Linked DNA regions of Mus musculus: region 2 is linked to region 1. The links are chromatin contacts, called in public Hi-C maps. All regions are on one chromosome and are shown on one strand. The core of a region is the stretch at or near the end of the contact, and the rest is flanking DNA. Distances in the headings are between cores, read along the strand shown. Region 1 holds the start of Bmper (BMP-binding endothelial regulator). Region 2 overlaps Bmper (BMP-binding endothelial regulator).

Evidence for each region. A called contact is a pair of places that touch in the nucleus more often than the background predicts.
Region 2: a Hi-C map of muscle stem cells shows a contact between it and region 1, with 2.1 times the contacts expected there. The contact joins the enhancer-like site here to the promoter of Bmper in region 1. A contact is called at or near these places in 2 of 484 Hi-C or Micro-C datasets (the HL-1 cell line and muscle stem cells) and 2 of 9 other capture datasets (adipose tissue and liver).

What each region holds. Positions count from the first base shown.
Region 1 is chr9:23,221,605-23,224,427 of GRCm38.p6, reverse strand. Bmper (BMP-binding endothelial regulator) reads right to left here and starts at 1,352. Exons shown (of 15, transcript NM_028472.2): 1 at 655-1,352. The coding sequence starts at 787.
Region 2 is chr9:23,298,575-23,301,374 of GRCm38.p6, reverse strand. Bmper (BMP-binding endothelial regulator) reads right to left here. Exons shown (of 15, transcript NM_028472.2): 6 at 353-435. Among named protein-coding and RNA genes, the nearest start is that of Bmper, 77 kb to the right of the region's middle. Within about 2 kb of position 1,329, at least 10 of the 459 cell types and tissues checked have an H3K27ac peak or open chromatin away from gene starts, as enhancers often do. A contact at or near this core is called in muscle stem cells, where this site is marked.

The DNA of each region.
Region 1 (2,823 bases), core at 103-2,602:
CAAAGAACGGGCCTTTCAGGTGGATCTGCCAACTGTTGTGGGTTGAAATGCAATCACTTTTTGAAGCGCAATCTCTTTCCTCTTTAAAATATTCTCTTTTCTGCACCAGGTGTCAGTAAAGCATGTCCTTCAAAATAGAAGCCGAGGTCTTCACCTGCCTGAAAACCTGTAATTATCATATCATGCTATTAGTAACCTTTAAAAATAAGATCGCTTCTTTACATTCAAGGTCTGGAAAGTCATGTTTTAAAGATGCTGCCTAGCACCGTGGATTTATTGGAATCCTATGGTGTTGAGAAAAGAGGATGTGCGGGAAACGGCGCGGTCTTTTCCTTAATTGCACAAGAGTGGCTACGATTAAAACAAGGATTGGGGAAAAAAGATTAAATATAAATCAAGGAATTTCCCAACTTCATATAGCAGGGTGCCTATTAGCACTCTGTCAAAGGTAGCAGTCTCTCAGTCCCCCATCTCTCTACCTCTTCATAGCCTTCCCATCCCTTTTCTCTAGGCTTCTCCGCATCCCCACCGCCCGCGAGAGTCAGGCAAGGTGCGCGTTCCTCGTCCTCTCATCCCCGGTCTGCCAGTGCCTCTTCTCCCAAGAAACCACCCAGAGTCCCGGAGGACTGGTCCCTCCCGCCCCCACCCCCCTACCTGTCAGGAAGGAGGAAGCCAGAGACATGGGGACCCCGGAGCAATTGAGCAGCAGCAAGACGCAGCAGGTAATCCCAGGCGAGCGTCGGCAAGGACGCTCAGCCAGAGCCCTGACGCTGAAGAACCAGAGCATCGTCACCTGGAGGGAATCCCGGGCGACTGCAGGTCCCGCGTCGCCGCCTCTGCTCGGCAGCCGCTGCTCGCAGTCAAAAGGGCTGTGGGCCGGCGTGCCGGGAGACAGTCGGCTGAGGGAGGCGGGCGCCCGGAGCGGCGGGGGAGGAGTGGGGGCGCCCCGGGAGGAGGGGTCCTGCGGCCAGCCTCGGCCAATGCGGCGGCTTTTTTCTAAGGGAGTTGCTCTCAGCGGGTTAGCCGTCAGCCCCTCCGCGCCAGAGCTGGGCCGGGAGGAGGGGTGGCTGAGCGGCGGGATCTGGGGAGCGGCGGCGGCGACTGCCGAGTGCGCTCGCAGCTCTGGAGCCCGGCTGAGCTCCGGCTCCCGCACGCGCAGCTCCGGCCCGGCCCCCGAGCGCGGTGTCCGGCCCGCGCGCTTGCTCCGTGCGGGACCGAGGGGCGTACTAGGCTCTGCGCGGAATCCGCAGGGTCGCACGAGGGACTACGATCCTGGCGCCGGAGCTATGCCGGCTCAGAAGCGACAGCGGCGCACGCGAACGCCCAGCCAGGCGGTCTAGCCCAGCCCCGGCCACCGGCCCCGGGGCGCTGCCGGAGCCTGGAAGGCGCGTCTCCAGCGCCCTGCGCACCGCCTCCTCCCGCGCAGAGGAGCCGCCCCCAGCAGGGATGCCACTACCCGCTAGCGCCCGGAGCAGAAGACCCGGCGCTTCCCGCTGCCCCAGCTTCGGAAGGAGCCACGGATCGAATGCAGGAGGGTCCCTCAACTTTCCACAGCCCTTTGACTCCCTCGGGCAAAGGCGGGGGACTCACGAGGCTGAGGGGACAGAGGGACGAGTGACCTTGGAGATCAGGTTCCTGTGCTTATGCCTCTGTGGGCCTGACATTAGGGAGGACAGAAGTTGGAGCGACAGAAAGGGTCGGCTAATGCACGCACAACGGCCAGAGCCTTTCTCCCTTAAAGCGTGGATCGGTGGCTCAGACTCCGCCCTTCCCAGCCGGAGCTGCCCGGGCCAGGGAGGTGCGTTAGACTAATCATTCATTCACTCGCGGGCCAGGGAGGGACCGCTGCCGCTAATCTCCACGCAGGCCGCCTTCGCGGCGGCCGCCCAGCAGGGCACGCGGTGGCAGCCGCTACCCTGCAGCGTTTCTTGCTTGGGCGGCCCTGATGTCCCCCAGTCTCGGTCTTTGATCCCCTCGCCCCGCCACCCGGTACCCGCTGAGTCCCAGCATCCCTCCCACGTCCTGCCCCCCCCACACACACACACACCCGCCCTACACGCACCCGCCAAGCAGTGCCTGGCTCTACTCAAAAGGGGTGCTAATCTAGAAAAGAGAATTTTTATAACTACATTGGGAAGGTGCCAGGTGAGAGTGAAAGGTGCTTGGAACCAATGATCAGCTAGCCTTCTTTGGAGCCTACTGTGATCACATGCTCCCACCCACACGAAGAACAGCCAGCCAGCAGGTGCCCACCCCACATTAGTTCCTGAAGCGCCTTGTGGATCCAAACTCTAATTGCTGACAAGCCTAGTTTTCCCCTAGTCTCTGGCCAGTTTTAGGTAGCATTTGTAGCTGTAGTGAGAAACTCCTTTGACAGTCCTCAGATACACTCCTCTAATGTCACCACATTTACCTGCCCCTGCCTGCCATCCGCATGCTCATTTGTTTTTTTCTAGAGATTTAAAGGGTGCTTTTAGTGAGTGCATCGTGGCCAACATCCCAACACAAGGACCACATCTCTGTGACGTGGACAAGTGGGAGGAAGGAACGCTGTCATTAGCTTAGCATGCTCCATTTCCCTCTCAAAACAGATTTTGTGTAAAATTTAAATTAAAAGAGACAAGAGACAATGTGGTTACATGTTTCCCCCAAATAACACCATGGCTAGATGCCTTGAAAGTCAAAGTGTTGATTGAATGTTTCGCTGACTCCCTGAGTCTACAGAAATGTCAAACTGTATACACAGAGAGAGAGAGAGACAGAGACAGAGTTTTACTTCCCATAAGAACTAATTAGAAGAAAACCTAAAAGTTAAAAAATAAT
Region 2 (2,800 bases), core at 80-2,579, 77 kb before region 1:
TCCACTTGAGGGGACAGTGGGTCTTAATGAAAAGCCAGTTTTTCTCTAGAGGGCACGGGGGAAGTTCTGCAGACAATGATAGTTATACAGTTGGAAACCTATAAGTCAAGACCAGGGTGCTACTGAACACTGGAAGGAATGCCTGCAAACCAATACATTACATAGCACAGGACCCCAGCCCAGGAGTCAACATCAACAAAGCAGCGAAGCTTGCCTTACATAGAGTGGGTTTTCCTTTGGCTCTGCATCTTAAGAGCCTAATGAGGGAGAGTGGAAAGATGAGGTTCCTCTCAGTAGATGCTAGAAGCAGCTAAACCTAAGGATCCCCTAGCAACGCCCTGGCAGTACTTACAACGCAGGAGCATGTAATACATTTGTTTCCTTCTGGCTGAAATTCTTCTCCTTCCCGGTATTGCACACCTTCAAACACACAGCCTGGAAAACAGAGCTTGGAATTAGAACAACAGAATTCGTTCAGTTTGGCAAGGTCATTCTACCCTCTGATTACCATCTTCTACCTGTACTCTCTACCTCTCCCCAGTATAAATCCTCTTTGATTACAATATCATGCAGAATTAAATAGGGAAAAATGATACAGTCCAGGTGATTGGCATGTTGGCACAGGTCCAGAAACCCTGAAGATGATAGAAAACAAATGACTGTGGAACTTGAGTCAGCCCATGGACCACAGATGTGCGATGGTGAATCACGCAGTGAGATTTGGAACCGCAGCGGGATGGCGCTGACCACAGCCAGGGGGACCAACTCCAGAGAGGTCAGAAGAGGTCAAAAGAGACCATAGCAAGGCCAAGGGAGAGAAGGTTGAGATGAGAAAGAACAGATGCCTCTGTGGGCGGCCACTTGAGTACCAGGAATAACACAGCCTGTTCCTGGCCCAGCATGCCCTCGGTTCCCACATCACCTTCCAATACTGCAGAAAAGAAGCTCCGTCCCTTGTCCCACAGATAATTAAAATCATAGCAGGTGCCTCTGAATTGGAACATGAATTCAATTCTGACACACCTGATGCCTATATATAGGGTCATGTTCAAAGGCAAAAATGGTCAGGGATAAGACAGGATGTGCCCTACGGCTTTCTGTTCCACTGTGTGTGTGTGTGTGTGTGTGTGTGTGTGTGTGTGTGTGTGTGTGTGTTAATGGGCTCTAGTGCCTGACAAGTTTATCTCATAAAAGCTCTCATTTCCAGGAAGTGTTTCCTATTCAAAAAGTACTCAGGGAAACACTCTAAATGACCCGAGACACAGGCTGGCAAGCAACTGTGTCAGTGAATGGCAAAACCACTTCCCTCAAGACTGTCCTCAGAAAGGCAGGATACTGAGGTCACACCCTACACAGTAGACAACATTAGAAATATGGGTAGACTTGTGTGAAGGACAGAGGAGTTCAAGACAATTCCAGAAGAAACCACCAGATGCTTAAAGCAACCAGCTCCTAAGGAAGAAGAAGGTTCCTGGTCTTCCCTGATTGGCTCCTGGTCCTATAAATCTTAGGTAACTGTCACTCTTTGCTCAACAGAAATACATGATGATAAAGCCCTGAATCCAAAATATGATAGCCAACTAAAGAAATTCAAATGATGACCCAGGCACAAAAACTTTTTATAGCTATAGCCGTAGCTAGCAATCAGCTGTCTCCTTGCTGTTCAGACGATGTTGAAAATCTTGGTAGCATGGCCTTCCCAGTTGCTGTGTCTCAGCATTGTTCATAATGACAGATGCTTAATAGTCTATTCCCCAAAGAGCACTTCCAACAAAGTGTCTTCAATCTTTCCCCATGTTTACACCTCTGACTGTCATATGGCTTGCCACAACAATCTATATTTGACAACTTAAACAACAGAATTTAAAATGAAAACTCGACTTCCATCACGCCCACCATCCTTGAGCAATACGCAGAGACTACAGTGAAGGAGCAGACAACCAAGAATGCCCTGAAATTCATTTCAGGAGGAAACTGCTCACATGTTTGTCATTATGCAGAATGCCAGTGTGATCAATGGCAGATGCCAGTCCTTCTGAGTTACCAGGGTAAATACCCTAAGGCTTTCCCTGACTATCCCTATCTAGAACCAGCTGAGGCTTCACTCCAAAACAAAAGATGAGACATACTGGAGAGGGCACCTTCTAAATTTGCATCCCAACATGGCTGTTGGAATTCAGGGGAAGGAGTAGAGCTGAGAGCAATCTCATCCCCGGGGGCTCACAGCCTGCTCAGTTATTGCTAGTGTGTGGCACTGGCATGCTCGTATTTAAATATTTGCCTTCCAGAACCTAAATAGAACACTTCTCCTGGAACTGATGGGGTAGGCAGTGTGATCTGATGGCTAAGAATGAGAAGAAATCTGATCCCAGCTCCATCTGTGTTGCTTGGTCACTATGGGCCTTGGTAAGACACAGTCGTGGGGCCAGATTTCTGTAGTTCTGCAGACACTTTGTGTACCCTTGGATGGTTGTAAAGACTTAACCCTGCAATGTGTACAAGGATGGAGTGCAGTTCTCTCCTTCCTGGGAACTGAACTAGAAAAGCCAGTGACAGAAGCAAGCCCCACGGACCACATGCCTATGTTTTAAAGGCAGCAGAACACAGAACTGTCTCCAGAGTGACAGGGTGTGAGATGCAGTGAAAGGTGTTGAGTTTTAAAGCTCCCTTCATATTACCCTCACATTACATAGCTCCTTGAGGGCTCCTGTGACTGAGGGGGGCCCGGAATTAATTCTTCATTGCTAGCTACTAAAAAGAACTAAATAATATTTTTAAAGTAATTATAAGGTTTAAATCT